2 separate regions of the Mus musculus genome follow, and region 2 is linked to region 1. Evidence: chromatin contacts called from public promoter capture Hi-C data. All regions are on one chromosome and are shown on one strand. The core of a region is the stretch at or near the end of the contact, and the rest is flanking DNA. Distances in the headings are between cores, read along the strand shown.

Region 1 (7,323 bases), core at 2,432-4,931:
TCAGCCTGGGCTATGCCATAGAAACACAGCAGGGGAGCCGGGCGGTGGTGGCGCATGCCTTTAATACCAGCACTCAGGAAGCAGAGGCAGGCGGATTTCTGAGTTCGAGGCCAGCCTGGTCTACAGAGTGAGTTCCAGGACAGCCAGGGCTATACAGAGAAACCCTGTCTCGAAAAACCAAAAAAAAAAAAAAAAAGAAACACAGCAGGGAAATTCTCAGAATTACGCCCCAAGAGGAAACAGCCTCCTTTTATAACAGTTAAATTTCCCAGCTTTGTGTCCATGGGCCATTTGTTTGGAATTATATATGAATAGGTAGTGGCAACCACTGCCTTCTTAGGGAGATTTACAACACTATTTGCCGCCCTTAATTCTGGCCATTAGGGCAAGGCTCCAAGGGTCTGTTAGAGTTAGGCTTTATATAAGACATGGCAAGTCAGGGGCAGGAGAGATGGCTCAGTGGTTAAGAGCCACCGTACTCATCTTACAGAGGACCTGAATTTGATTCCCAGCATTTTAATATTGATTTAACTTGTATGAGAATGCTTTGCCTATACTACACATAAGTATGTATACTGTGTTTAAGGTCTGTGCCCTCAAAAGTCAGAAGTCACTGGGTTCCTTAGAAATGGAGGTACAAGCCGGGCGTGGTGGCACACGCTTTTAATCCCAGCACTTGGGAGGCAGAGGCAGGTGGATTTCTGAGTTCGAGGCCAGCCTGGTCTACAGAGTGAGTTCCAGGACAGCCAGGGCTACACAGAGAAACCCTGTCTTGAAAAAAAAAAAAAAGAAAGAAAGAAATGGAGGTACAGATGGTTGTGAGGCCCTATATGGGTAGTGGGTCCTCTGCAAGAGCAACAGGTGCTCTGAACTCCTGGGTCAGCTCTTATTCCCATAAAGAAACCAATCTTTAAAAAAGAAAAAAAAAGACATCACACTTAAGTCACTGAGCCAGGCTTCAAGCAATCGGGTTGATTAGTGAGTGAGTAACAGATTCTGCTTTTTTAAATTTTCTTTTTAATTTTTAGCCTCTTGTCTCTAAAATAGGGACTGCCCTGAGTTGGCTGGCCCTATTAGAAGGTCCACTGATATCTTCTGGACTCAAGCTGAGCACAGAGAGTGAGGGCCAAGATACTGGCTGTCTTTTGAGCCCGTTTATCATTTTCGACTTTGGCCTTTAAGCTGTGGAAAACCAAGGTCAATCCCACTATTCTTGAAGTGGGAGAATTGGGCTTCACTTGGAACTTTGTCATTTCTTTGTGTCAGAGATACTTTGACCTAGAAAGACCTGAGGGCGGGGAAGGTTAGAGAGATGGCTCAGCAGTTAGGAGCACTGACTGCTCTTCCAGAGGTCCTGAGTTCAACTCCCAGCAACCACATGGTGGCTCACAACCATCTGTAATGGGATCTGATCCCCTCTTCTGGTGCATCTGAAGATAGTAACAGTGTACTCATATACATTAAATAAATAAATAAATAAATCTTAAAGAAAAAAAGACCTGAGGATGGTTGCTCCTATGTTGAGCCCATTTCCCTGGTAGTTCTATACCATAGCTCTCTCTTAAAAAAAAGATTTTATTTATTAATGTATATGTGTACACTATAACTGTCCTCAGACATACCAGATGAGGTGAGGGCATTGGATCCCATTACAGATGGTTGTGAGCCACCATGTGGTTGCTGGGATTTGAACTCAGGACCTCTGGAAGAGCAGTCAGTGCTCTCAACTGCTGAGCCATCTCTCCAGCCCCCATAGCTCTCATTTGAAAACACTCATTTTTAGTTTAAAAAAATGTATTCTTTTGAGCAAATTTTGTAGGTTGGCAGAATTTTAGATTAATTAGCAACACATCCTAAGAAGAATCAGGAAAGGAGATGGATGGGTCGAGCCTTCTTGCAGGTGAGTTTGGACATTTGACAAAATTTAGCTATATTTTACTTTTTTGTTGCTTTTTTGTTTTTCGAGACAGGGTTTCTCTGTATAGCTCTGGCTGTCTTGGAACTCACTTTGTAGACCAGGCTGGCCTCGAACTCAGAAAGCCACCTGCCCCTGCCTCCCGAGTGCTAGGATTAAAGGCGTGTGCCACCACGCCCAGCCTATATTTTACTTTTTTGTGGTACTGCACACTAAACCTGTAATGGCTCTGGCAGAAATGAAGCTATTCTACAGAGATTGTGTCTTTTAGTCTGATGATCAGAGTGTTGAAACAATGGGCCCCCTAAAATGATAATTTCCCCAGAAATCTCATTCAAAAGGACACCAGGCATAAGGGGAACTTGTCTCCTGTCTCCCAGAAAGAGATTTGCAGTAGTGAGTGGTCAGACAACCTTATAGGATGAACTGAAGACAGATAATGCTGGGTGGGTGGGGCACAGCCTTCACCTGGACTGCTTAGATATACACAGCCTTGACCCTCATTTAAGCTTTCAGGATTCCAAAGACAGAGCTGAGAAATTTGTTAGACAACAACGTCCCTCTTCCCAGTGTGGTCACATTGAATAAATCTCCCTTTTCTGCTTTCAGCATTTGGGGGTGATGGGGTGCTGTTGAAATAAGGTCTCCATGTAATTCTGGACTGGCCTGGAATTTGGTATGTAGATCAGGCTGGCCTTGAATTTACAGAGATCCTCCTGCCTCTGCCTCCCAAGTATTGGCACCATCCCTGGCCTCCCCAAGTGCTGGGATAAAAGGCAGGCGCCACCATGCCCAGCTTGCTTTCAACTTTTTTTTGTTGTTGTTTTTTTCGAGACAGGGTTTCTCTGTGTAGCCCTGGCTGTCCTGGAACTTACTTTGTAGACCAGGCTGGCTTCAAACTCAGAAATCCACCTGCCTCTGCCTCCCGAGTGCTGGGATTAAAGGCGTGCACCACCACGCCCGGCTGCTTTCAACTTTTAATTTGGCTCCTTTAATTGGCTTATTGAAGATGGGTGTCTGGACCTGACTTGGGGCACAGGTTGTGAACCCCAAGTTTGGTGACAAAATGGCATTCATGGAGGTGTAAAGACACGTTTCGGGGGCTGGAGTGATGACTCAGCGGGTAAGAGCACTGACTGCTGCTCAGAAGGTCCTGAGTTCAAATCCCAGCAGCTACATGGTGGCTCACAACCATCCATAATGAATTCTGATGCCCTCTTCTGGGGTGTCTGAAGACAGCTACAGCTTAGTTATATATAATAAATAAATAAATCTTTAAAAAAATCATAAGACACATTTCAGGGGTGTCTACTAATACTGTGATGACCCCAGGGAGAGAAGAAAGGACAAATGGAAGTTTCCAGATTTACTGGAGTCATTTCCTCCAGGGACATTACGCTCTTTCCCCTTAGCCAGCATTGGCTGCTTCGTACTCGACTCAGTGAAGCAGGCAAATGAGTTTGGACTTTGTCTTAGATTCTGCACAAATCTGACCTTTGGTAAGTCTCTCACCGACCAGCTTTTGCCTGCCTTTTTGCCTTTGGGATCTTTGGAGCAATTTGGAGTTCTTTTGATTCATTCCCTGCTGCCATTTGGTGAATGATTTTGTTTTGGATACTCTTGTGTCGAAGACTATTGGGTTACGGTTATTGTAACGTAGAGAATGGTGGCAAAGCAGAGAGCTCTCAAAAGTATTGGGGACCTGAGCAGAATTCAAAGTCAAGGACCACAAAGATAGGGTCCTGTGATTGGAAGCTTCAGGGAGGCACGTTCTGTTTCCTGTCAGCTGGAGGAGAGAAGGTGGCTTGGGTTTCTAAATTTACAAGTGTCTTAAAGAGACAGGCCCATAAAGTTGATTAGGGCATGTGTCATATAACAGGACAGGTTTGAGTGCTCTTGAGTCACTTGTGGTTCGGTGGAACCATTTGGAATAGGTAGGTCTCAATACCATGGTTTATATAACCAGGAAAGTATTCTCTGTACTAGTTTGGTAGCCTATTGAGACTCAAAGCTGATTGATCTTTTATAAATAATTCCGAAGACAGCAATGGGGTGGGAGACAACAATCCCTGTCCTTGGAGCTTGTGAAGAAAACCCTGGCCACTTCGGTTTTGCTTTATGCTCTAAACTCGCTGTGCCCTGCTAAGCGTGATTGGCATGCTCTGTTCATGTGAGTGTGCTTTGGTTCATTTTGTCCTACACAGAAGCAATTGATTCTGTATCTATTCCTTAAAGCTAAAATCCAAGGATTTAGAAAACACGGCGGGGCTGGAGAGATGGCTCAGTGGTTAAGAGCACTGGCTTGCTCTGCCAGAGGTCCTGGGTTCGATTCCCAGCACCCACATGGCAGCTCACAACTGTCTGTAACTCCAGCTCTAAGGGATCTGGCACTCAGACATACATGGAGGCAAAACACCAATGCACATAAATAATTTTTTTTTAAGAAAAGGAAAATGTTCCGGGCAGTGGTGGCACACACCTTTAATCCCAGCACTTGGGAGGCAGGTGGATTTCTGAGTTCGAGGCCAGCCTGGTCTACAGAGTAAGTTCCAGGACAGCCAGGGCTACACAGAGAAACCCTGTCTCGAAAAAACCAAAAACAAAAACAAAGAAAAGGAAAATGTAAAGAAAAGGTAATTCATTTCTAGACTTCACCTGGGTAAGCTTATTTAACATGAATTAAAATATTATTTTGTTTTGGCTTGTTTTTGAGACAGAGTTGGCCTAGAACTTGCTATGTAGACCAGATTAGCCTTGAAATTACAAAGATCCACCCACTTTGGCTTCTGAAGTACAGGCATCAAAGATGTGTGCCACCACATGTGGCAGAAACATAAATTTTAAGCTTCCCTTGTAAAATGATTTGGGCTTGGTGCTTTCAAATATTAATTATGAAGATAGGTTGAAGAATAATCTGATTACAACATTTATGAAAGACAACCTAAAGAGAGCTAACATATTTTTATTGAGTGTCCACAATATCTGAACAGTGGTTACTAGAGAAACTTAAAGTGTACAGCAAGAAGATTAACTTCAGGGTTGACCTGTACCAACAGATGTTTTGCCTTAGTTTATTTCAAATGTATTGACAATGTTGAGAGGACTAACTTTCACTTTGAAAGAATTACTCAGAGACAATAAACCATTTGTAAATAATGTGCTTTAGTATCTAAATGTGTTGCTAGTGTTCTCTAGCCCTGGCTCTTAATCTGTCTGATACGGGGATATGACAACAAGGCTCAGAAGGAAATCCAAGGACCAATTAGTATGGGAAAAAGAAAAAGAGAGGTGAGGGCTCCAAAGCAGGGTTCTTATTGGTCCCTGCAGGAGATGGGCTTATGGAGTCCTGGCCTGGGAAAATGAAGTTAGAAACCATATGCAGCCCCAGTTCCCGAAGTGGGTGTGATAGTCTCAAGGGTTTTTATGGTGAGAATAGATGGGGGGATGTTCCATGTTTTCATGAGTTGTTCTTTCTCCAGTGACCGTTCCTCCAAGGCTGTGATTTGCTCTGTCTGTCGTGGAATATCTTCAAGCCTAGCAAAATCGTGTGTCTGGAAACATACTGAAGTTAGGGCACCAGGACAGGAAAAGCTTAGTTTGCACATCAGTAATGGTGGCAGGCAAGTCGGTGGGGGAAGCCTGCGGCCTGATGACACCTCACTTTTAAAAAGTTGGTTTTCTCCTTTATAAATGGTAGTCTGATTTGTTCCAATAAAAACTATGTCGTTCACAAATGTGGAATGTTAGATCATGTTCACTGGATTACTATGCTCAGCACTGATATTTATAGGGAAGTTGTCCTTGTGATGTAGCTGAGAGTGTCATTGCTAAGTCCATTTGATAGCTTGCATTTTATTTTCTGACTTTTTTTTTTTTTTGGTTTTTCGAGACAGGGTTTCTCTGTATAGCCCTGGCTGTCCTGGAACTCACTCTGTAGACCAGGCTGGCCTCAAACTCAGAAATCCGCTTGCCTCTGCCTCCCAAGTTCTGGGATTAGAGGCTATTTTCTGACTTTTAAAAAAAGATGTATTTATTTACTTTATGGATATGAGTACATTGTAGCTGTACAGATGGTTGTGAGCCACCATGTGGTTGCTGGGATTTGAACTCAGAACCTTTGGAAGAGCAGTCAGTGCTCTTAACCGCTGAGCCATCTCTCCAGCTCCAGACCTTTTTTTGATAGAAAATGAGCTGCCTTCTACATCTTCTCCTGTGCATCTTTCTGTTTTGTTCAAATGGTTATGTTTCTGTGGAGTACTGGGACTCGGTGTTTGGAAAGCTTGGTGTTACAATAGACTACACTTCCTGCCAAGCATCTCATCATGTATTGAAAATTGTGGGGCTGGAAAGATGGCTCAGAGGTTAAGAGCACTGACTGCTCTTCCAGAGGTCCTGAGTTCAAATCCCAGCAACCACATGGTGGCTCACAACCATCTGTAATGGGACCCAATGCTTACTTCTGGTGTGTCTGAAGACAGTGTACTCACATACATAAAATAAGTAAATAAATCTTAAAAGAAAAAAAAAAGAAAGAACCTCGTTATGCTGCCAGGTGGCAGTGGCAGTGGTGGCAGCGCACACATTTAATCCCAGCACTTGGGAGGCAGAGGCAAGCAGATCGTGTCCGAGGCCAGTCTGGTCTACAGAGGGAGTCCAGGACAGCCAGGGCTACAGAGAAACCGTGTCCTGGAAAAAAGAAATCTGCGATGCTGTCTCTTTTTCCTTTTCTTCCATTCTGCTTGTTAAGATCCCACAGGAGCTATGTATATATATTATAGCAGGTCTTACTAAAAACCCAGACCGGCTGTGCTTGGCTAATGCAGCTCCCAACTGCAGTGCTCCCCCGAAGGAGGTTACACGAGGCTGCTTTTGAAAAGGCAACAAATGGGAGGCCCTCCATGGGTTCTTATCATTTTGAGGGAGAGAGAGCCCTACAGGTGAGCAAGGGTGAACGCGGCCTAAATAGCCCAGTTTAAATTGAATGTAAGCTTTCGTGTAAAACCCAGTTTCTGCGATAGCTTTTTCTGTGCTCCCTACTATCTACTTCTGATCGCTCTTCCCTTAGAATTAACATCTCAATATTTTAATTAAGTACTGATTTAAAACCAGTTAATTGGTTTTAAAATGTGGAGCGTGTCTGCCGTCTGGAGTTTACATCTAACTATGTGTGTGATTCTAGAGACCACAGTCAAGCTACTTTAGAAAGTTTTCATTTTTCCAAACCCTGTAATTCTTGCTATTAGAAGAACAGCTCCTTTGCCTTAGTTATTTAGCTCTTAGGTGCTAGGGGATAGATGAGGGTGGCTGTTTTGAAAAGAGTCTCTGCTTTCTGTGGTGTTTATCGATTGGAAACAATATGTACTGCATCCCATACATGACTGCCTGCTACCTTCTGAAAGGGATTGTTT
Region 2 (7,484 bases), core at 2,168-4,667, 200 kb after region 1:
GATGTAGTAGTGCTGTGAGGTATATGGGATGAATAATCAGGAGAATGCTGCTCTCAAAGAATTTCATGTGCAAGTTCTCATTCCCAGTAACTTAGAGTGTGATTCTATTTGCAGGTAGGGCCTTTAAAGAGGTGATTAAGGTAAAATGAGGCAGGCAGGTTGAACTCTGATGAAACTCTGCCCGGTACCCTGAGAAGAAGCAATTAGGACATGAACATGTACAAAGGAAGACACAGTGCGATATAGCCACCTGCATGTCAAGGAGAGGTGACTCATGACAAAGCAAACCTGACCATGAACTCTCAGCCCCCAAAGAAAACAAACGGCTTCTGGTTGTTGTACTGTGAGTTAAAGGAGGACCTTGCACAAGTACTCAACCATGAATCTTTGCCCCCAGCCCTACTCCCCACCCCCCGTTTTTTTGCAATTGGTTTTGTGAGACAGGGTCCCCCCCACATGTAGCCCTGACTGTCCTGGAACTCACTCTGTAGACCAGGCTGGCCTCAAAACTCACAGATCTGCTTGCCTCTGCCTCCTGAATGATAGGACATGCCTGGTCCTCTCTTCACTTTTTTGTTTGTTTTTTTTTTTTTAAGATTTATTTATTATATGTAAGTACACTGTAGCTGTCTTCAGACACCCCAGAAGAGGGCATCAGATCTCATAATGGATGGTTGTGAGCCATCATGTGGTTGCGGGGGATCCGAACTCACCACCTTCAGAAGAGCAGTCAGCGCTCTTAACTGCTGAGCCATCTCTCCAGCCCCCCTCTCTTCACTTTTTGAGACAGGGTTTTACCAAGTTGTCAAGGCTGACCCGGGACTTGGATTCTCTTACCTTGGCCTATCAAGTCGCTTTACCCAACCATACCCAGGAAATTTCTGTTATCTTAACCACTTGGCAGCCAGATCCAGAGTTCAAGGTCAGCCTCCAATGTATGAGCAACTGCCTATCCCATTGTCCCTCAGCCTCTTGATCTGTGGCACATTGTTAGTACAGACTTGCTATTGAGTAGGATGGATGCTACTAATAGAGACATCTAAAGATGTGGAGGCAATTTAATAACTGAGTAGAGGAAGAGGTTGGGGATATCGTGCTTTAAAAAGGCTTGTTTTTTTTTATAGTCTCAACATTGACTCCCATTCCTATGTTGAAGTCTAATCTTCACAGTGACAATATTAGGAGGTGGATAAAGGATTTAGTAGCCAAATAAGAGACCAGAGTTCTTGCTGTTGTTCTTTTTTTTTTTTTTTTTTTTTCCGGCTTTTTGAGACAGGGTTTCTCTGTGTTGTCTGCCTGGAACTCACTCTGTAGACCAGGCTGGCCTCGAACTCAGAAATCCGCCTGCCTCTGCCTTTCAAGTGCTGGGATTAAAGGCAGGCGCCATCACTGCCCGGCTGAGACCAGAGTTTTAAACCTTCAACTATGTAAAGACACAGTGAAAAAGTAGCCCTCACTAGATGCCCAATCTGTTAGTATTAGCTTCTAGAACTGTAAAAGAAGTTTCTGTTGTTTATAAGATATCTAGCCTACAGTATTTCGTTACAGGAACCCAAGAAGACTAAGACAACAGAATAGCTCTGTATGTTGGTATGGGGTGGAGAGGTAGCTCAGCCATCAAGAGCACTGGTTGCTCTTTCAAACCTAGGCTTGATTTCCACGCACCCATACGGCAGCTCACAGCTGTCTCTAACTCTAGTTCCAGGGTCTGTCTCTAACTGTAGTTCCAGGGTATCCAATACCCTATTCTGATCTCAGTGGGCTAGCCCTGCATGCATGTGGTGCACAGACATACATGCAAGACAAATAACCATACACATAAAATAAAACAAAAAAAAAAGTAAAGACTTAGTAAATCCATGGCCATTAGATGTGCTTCTGTTGAGATCTGACATGGAACTAAGGAACACAGAGAAACTGGAAGGAACACAAAGAACTTGATTGAATTTATTCCAATAAAGGTAGAACTTGTGTGTGATAAACTTGGATTTTTTTAGCCAAGATTCCTAAGAAATGCACTGAAGAATGTTGCTCAAGTCTGTAATCCCACCACACAAGAGGCTGAGGCAAGAGGACTGCCATGAATTTTAGGCAAGTCTGGCTACATAATTAGTTCCAGACCAGCCTGGGTCACAGCATGAGAATCTATCTGGAAAACAAAGGGAAAGAAGCACATCAAAAGAAAGGAAAAGAAGAAAAGGAAAAGTGCTGAAACCTGGTTTCTCCTTGTTGCAATAGAAAATATGAACGGGAACAGAGCAATTGAAAAAGAAGTGTTTGGGGCTGGAGAGATGGCTCAGCAGTTAAGAGCACTGACTGCTCTTCCAGAGGTCCTGAATTCAATTCCCAGCAACCACATGGTGGTTCACAACCATCTGTAATGGAATTTGATGCCCTCTTCTAGTGTGTCTGAAGACAGTAACAGTGTACTCATATACGTAGCAATAAATAAATCTTTAAAAGCATATATATATACACAAATATGTTTACAAAAAAAAGAAGTGCATGGAGCAGGGTGTGGTGCTGGTGCACACCTTCAATCCAAACACTTGGTAAGTTTGAGGTCACCCTGGTCTACAGAGTTCCAGGACAGCCAGGAATACAGAGTACACAGAGAAACCCTGCTTTGGAAAATCTTTTTTTTTTTTTTAAAGGGAGGGAGGGAGAGCAGGATTTAGAACATTTTTAGCCTAACCCATAATGCAAAAACCAAGAAGGTGTTCTAGAGGAAAGACCAAGGGTGTGGTTAAATGACTAGACATTCATAAAAGTCATTGTTGGGTATATTTCATGGATCTAAGCAGCTATCTTATCTGAATCCAGGAGCAGAGGTGGGATAACACCAGCACAGACCGCCAGCTGAGACCGAGGGAGACAGGGATGGGCAAAATAAAGGAAGGGTCTCTCCCTTCTGCACTTCTATAGGATAGAACAGGACGGGTTTCAGGCTGTGCCACGAGGATTCCAGTGGTAAAACTGTCTACTCCTTAGTTCTGAAAGGCAGGCTGTTCCTTGGTTTTAGTGAGACAAGCTGCCACCCAGGGTTGAGAGTGCATTTTCTTCCCAGTAGGTTCAAAGGTAGAAGACAGACCATCATGCCAAGATTTAACCGAGTGGACATTTAACTTACTTGGAACCTGTGATGGTCCCTTTCTCCTTTCAAGTTCTCCATTGTGCAAAGGGATCTCCTACCTCCTCCACTGCTCCCCCAACCCCCCAACCCAGACAGGGGCTCACTAGGGAGCCCTGACTGGCCTGGAATTCCCAAGAGATTTGCCCCCCTCTGCCTCTTGAGCGCTGGGATTAAAGGTGTGTCCTACTGCTGGCTTTGCCTTTTGTAAACACAACACTCATCTTGTTTTGAAGGTTCACAGCAGTTAACTTTCAAACCAGGGACAAAGGCTGAGATGCCTACTTAACATATTAAAGGAGACCTAGCGCCAGCTTTGCCAGGCATCCCTCAGTCTCTACTAGTTACAGGGTGTGGCAGGCATATACCCGACCCTCTCCAGCCCGGGGACTGGGCTGCCCTTCCCTATATGATCCAGCCATTTTGATTACCTGCCCCTTTTGTACCTTTGTCCTCCTGGCTGCTGCATCTGGTTCCCCTCTCTCCCTTCCTATCCCTGTCTCTCCAATGGCCCAGCTCAGTCTGGTCATGGCCACTCTAGACTCTCCCAGGTGTCTCTGGCTTTGCTCTCCCACATCACTACAATAAACTTTCTCCTCCACCATACCTACCAACAATCATATCCTTTCCTTTTTATTCCTCTTTCCCCATTCTACTGCAAAATAGGAGTTCTTGCCTCAGGGTGACTCACACCTCCTTTTAGGCTTATATTCAGGTGAGACTTGGGGTTAAAATCCATGCCAGAGATCAGGGGTTAGGAGCACTGGCTACCCTTCTAGCACTTCTTTTTTTTTTTTTTTTTTTTTTTTTTGGTTTTTTTCGAGACAGGGTTTCTCTGTATAGTCCTGGCTGTCCTGGAGCTCATTTTGTAGACCAGGCTGGCCTCGAACTCAGAAATCCACCTGCCTCTGCCTCCCGAGTGCTGTGATTAAAGGCGTGCGCCACCACACCCGGCTCCTTCTAGCACTTCTATGGTGGCTCACAACCATCCAGTCCCAGGGGATCTGATACCTTCCCCTGGCTTCCACAGGTGTTACACACATGTGGTGCACAGAAAACATTAAAATAAAGGTATAGTTTTAAAAAATCCATGCAAGGAGCTAGGCATGGTAGCACAAGCATGATCTCACTACTGGAGAAACTGAGTTAGAAGAGTCAGGAAGTTCAACTTCAGCCTGAGTTTCATAGAAAGATCAGCCTGTAATACATAGCAAGACCATGTCCCCAAATGAATGAATGAATGAATGAATCAACCAGTCAAAAGCTAGGCTTAGTGGCACATACCTCCAATCCTAGCATAGTGAGTTCCACGGTAGCTTAGGTTATATAATGAGACCATGGCTCAAAAAACAAAACAAAACAAAACAAAATAAAAAAAATGAAAAAGACCATTCATGAGTGACAGACATGGCACAGGGATATAGGTTGTTGTTTCAGACTCTGGATTCTCTTTGATCTCTAGCACTCCAACCTCACCTCCGAAAAGGTGATTCTAGAATGAGCGAAGGATTTGAGGATGAGGGATGGGATAAACAAAGTTTGCATGCAAGGAGGACATGAATTTAGGGAGTCCAGATGGCAGGGATGTATGGACTGAACTGTGCCCTCTTCAAGTTCATATGCTGGAGTCCTTCCTTCCAGAACCTGAGAAGGTGGTCAAGACTATTAGAGCCAGAGTCTTTTAAAAGATGTGATTAAGTTAAAAATGAGGCTATCTTGATAGACCCTAATCCAATCTAAATGGTGTCCTAAGAGGAAAGTTGTTCGAATACAAACAGCAGAAGCAGGGGACACAGGGAGATATGAGAACATCTGAGAACACAGAATGCAGTACTAAGGAAAGAGACTTCAAAAAAAATATTAAAGTCAAACCTTCTGACACCTTGACTGACTGGCTCCAGTCCTGAGGACATTCATGTCTGTTGCTTAAAACGCTCAATCCATATCATTTTGTTACGGCAGCCAAGCTATATGAGAGGACTATGAGGTTACTGGAAGGATTTATGGGGTAAGTAATAGGGTGATCTTGAAGGGAGGTCTGTAGAGTGAGTTCTAGGTTCTACAGGGTAAATTATGACTGTGTGTGGAGTCAGTCAGTGTTAAGGGTTTGTAAGGGCAGACATGGTATATGTATGTGATGATGGAGGTTTATGGATGACGAAGTAATGGGAGAGATGTGTTATATGACATTTCTGAGATTAGTAATTAAATATCTCTCAGTGTTATAGTAAAAGACATTTTATTTCCTGGTTTGGGAAGTTGCCACCGTCACGGACTTGCCACCTTCTCATCCATCTTTTCCCTCAGGTTCCTAGCAGTAGCTCAACTTGTTCCCTTCCTTTTCTGACTCTGGCCCTTTGTGTGCTCACTCATCATGTTTGAGTGGGACAAGTCCGATAGTTCTGACCCCCCCAACCTGTGCGAGGAGGAAGAAGATTTGAGTCTTCTGGGAAGTGAGGAGAGCGCCTCATCAGCAGGGACTCAGCCCACTCTCCGGCTCTTTAGTTATGCTTGCTCTTAATTTTCATGACTTTGCTGTCCAGCACGCTCTGGGCACTAGTGAGATGCTTTATGGCATCAAGCACAAGGATGCTTGGTATCACCAACCATACAGCATTCAGGAAAACAAAATAGAACCAGAAATAAACGGGGTGGCCTATCTCCCCATGCTGGAGTCCTTCGTGTAGCTCTGTCAGGAAGTACAGCACATCCCCGTATATCTGGCCTGTGGGAGGCAAGAGAAGGAAAAGTCCTCGTGAGGATAAGGAAAACAAGCCAGGCTCTACTCCATGGTATTCCCCAAGGCAATTCTTCAAAGAATTCAACCCACATTCTGAAACCAAAGTTGGAAATCGGACATAACGAGGTACAAATTTCAGAAATCAAGAGTCTGGGGATCTTTTTTTCCTTTCTTGCCTTCTTCTCCCCAACCCTCCTTCCCTCCCTCTACCCCTACCTCCTACCCACCCCACCGTGTGTGTGTGTGTGTGTGTGTCAGAGAGAGAGAAAGAGAGAGAGTCTTGCTATGTAGCCTAGGTTGACCTTAACCTCGCAATCATCCTGCCTTAGCCTTCTGCATGGTAGGATTATAAGCATGTACCCATGCACCCCGACACCCAGCAAGAGCATGGAGACTTTAACTCAGGGCAGCTCATAATAGAACTGAAGGCAAGCTTAAAATCCTAGAATGCATGACAACTCAGGATTTCAGAATGAAAGAGAGCTCAAGTAAGCAAACAAAAGAAAGCTAACACTCCGGGGCCTGCTTCTGGAGGACCCAGGAGTGTTGGGCAGCATCGAATACATCACATCGTAACCTTTGTAGGAAACTGATGGAGAAAGAAGAGAAATATACATTTCGGCTGGGAAGGCAAGCACGGAGAGGGATTGAGGTGTGTCAAGACACCAAGGAGCCTATAACTCAGCATGTCTCATCCCTGAATGGACACTTAGGAGCTCTCACCCATGGGGATGTGCCTGTGTCTATGGATTTCCCCAGGAACCCTTGAAGTGCCAGGTATATAGGCTTTCTTACCCATAGACACCACAAGCTGTAGGACAAAGCGGAAGGGCTGTTGGCGGAGAAAGGCAATCACTACCCATAGGCTGAGTGGTCCCCAGAGACAAGCTGTGACAGTCTCCATACAGACGACGAAGCTGTCACTACTGCAAGAGAAAAGAGGACACTGGCATCATTGTGCTCTCATTAATGTCCCCAACTCACCATTGTCACAAACCAATGCAGGTTTCCACTAACACAGGCCAAATACTTACAGGATATATCGGCTATCTCCCTTGGAATACTCTTTCCCTGAGGGAAACAGAGATACATGAAGAATTAAGTCAGGAAACAGAACTTGTATCTATGATAATCACTGTAAGACAGCAAACATTATAATACTGTGTACAGTGGAGGTAGTACTTTTGCTTCTGAAGTGTGTGTTTATATAGTCTGTGTAAAGACTGATATGGAACAATGTTGCAGAGGTTACATGGTATGCAGTATAAAAGGAAGTATAAATGATGGAGCATGTGGCTCAGGCGTAATAGTGCATGTCTGTAATCTTAGCACTGGGGAGGTAGAGGCAGGAAGCTGAGAAGTTCAAGTTCATCCTTTAATTACATAGATACTTAGGAGCCAGCCCAGACTGCATGAAACTCCGTCTGGAAAAAAATAGAAGATGGAGAGTGAGGTGGAGGTTGGAGGGGGACCGAGCAAGTTTGTGCACACATACATATGAACACATACATATGATAGGTGCATGAAAGAGTGAGCAGTTAATTGGAAGATCCAAGAGTGTAGCTCACTGATAGAGCATATCTGAGGCCCTGGGTTCTATCCCCAACACCTCTT

Evidence for each region. Promoter capture Hi-C pulls out the DNA fragments that hold promoters and counts their contacts.
Region 2: a contact with region 1 is called in a promoter capture Hi-C map of liver, with 2.0 times the contacts expected there. The contact joins two enhancer-like sites. A contact is called at or near these places in 3 of 39 promoter capture datasets (hematopoietic stem and progenitor cells, liver and pre-B cells) and 2 of 9 other capture datasets (adipose tissue and pancreatic islet).

What each region holds. Positions count from the first base shown.
Region 1 is chrX:7,978,185-7,985,507 of GRCm38.p6, forward strand. All of the region lies in intron 2 of Gm39488 (a long non-coding RNA gene), which reads left to right. Among named protein-coding and RNA genes, the nearest start is that of Gata1, 14 kb to the left of the region's middle. Within about 2 kb of position 3,682, at least 7 of the 459 cell types and tissues checked have an H3K27ac peak or open chromatin away from gene starts, as enhancers often do. A contact at or near this core is called in liver, where this site is marked.
Region 2 is chrX:8,179,979-8,187,462 of GRCm38.p6, forward strand. It overlaps Ebp (phenylalkylamine Ca2+ antagonist (emopamil) binding protein), which reads right to left. Exons shown (of 5, transcript NM_007898.3): 3 at 6,905-6,941; 4 at 6,666-6,796; 5 at 5,351-5,855. The coding sequence ends at 5,632. Among named protein-coding and RNA genes, the nearest start is that of Tbc1d25, 7.8 kb to the left of the region's middle. Within about 2 kb of position 3,418, at least 15 of the 459 cell types and tissues checked have an H3K27ac peak or open chromatin away from gene starts, as enhancers often do. A contact at or near this core is called in liver, where this site is marked.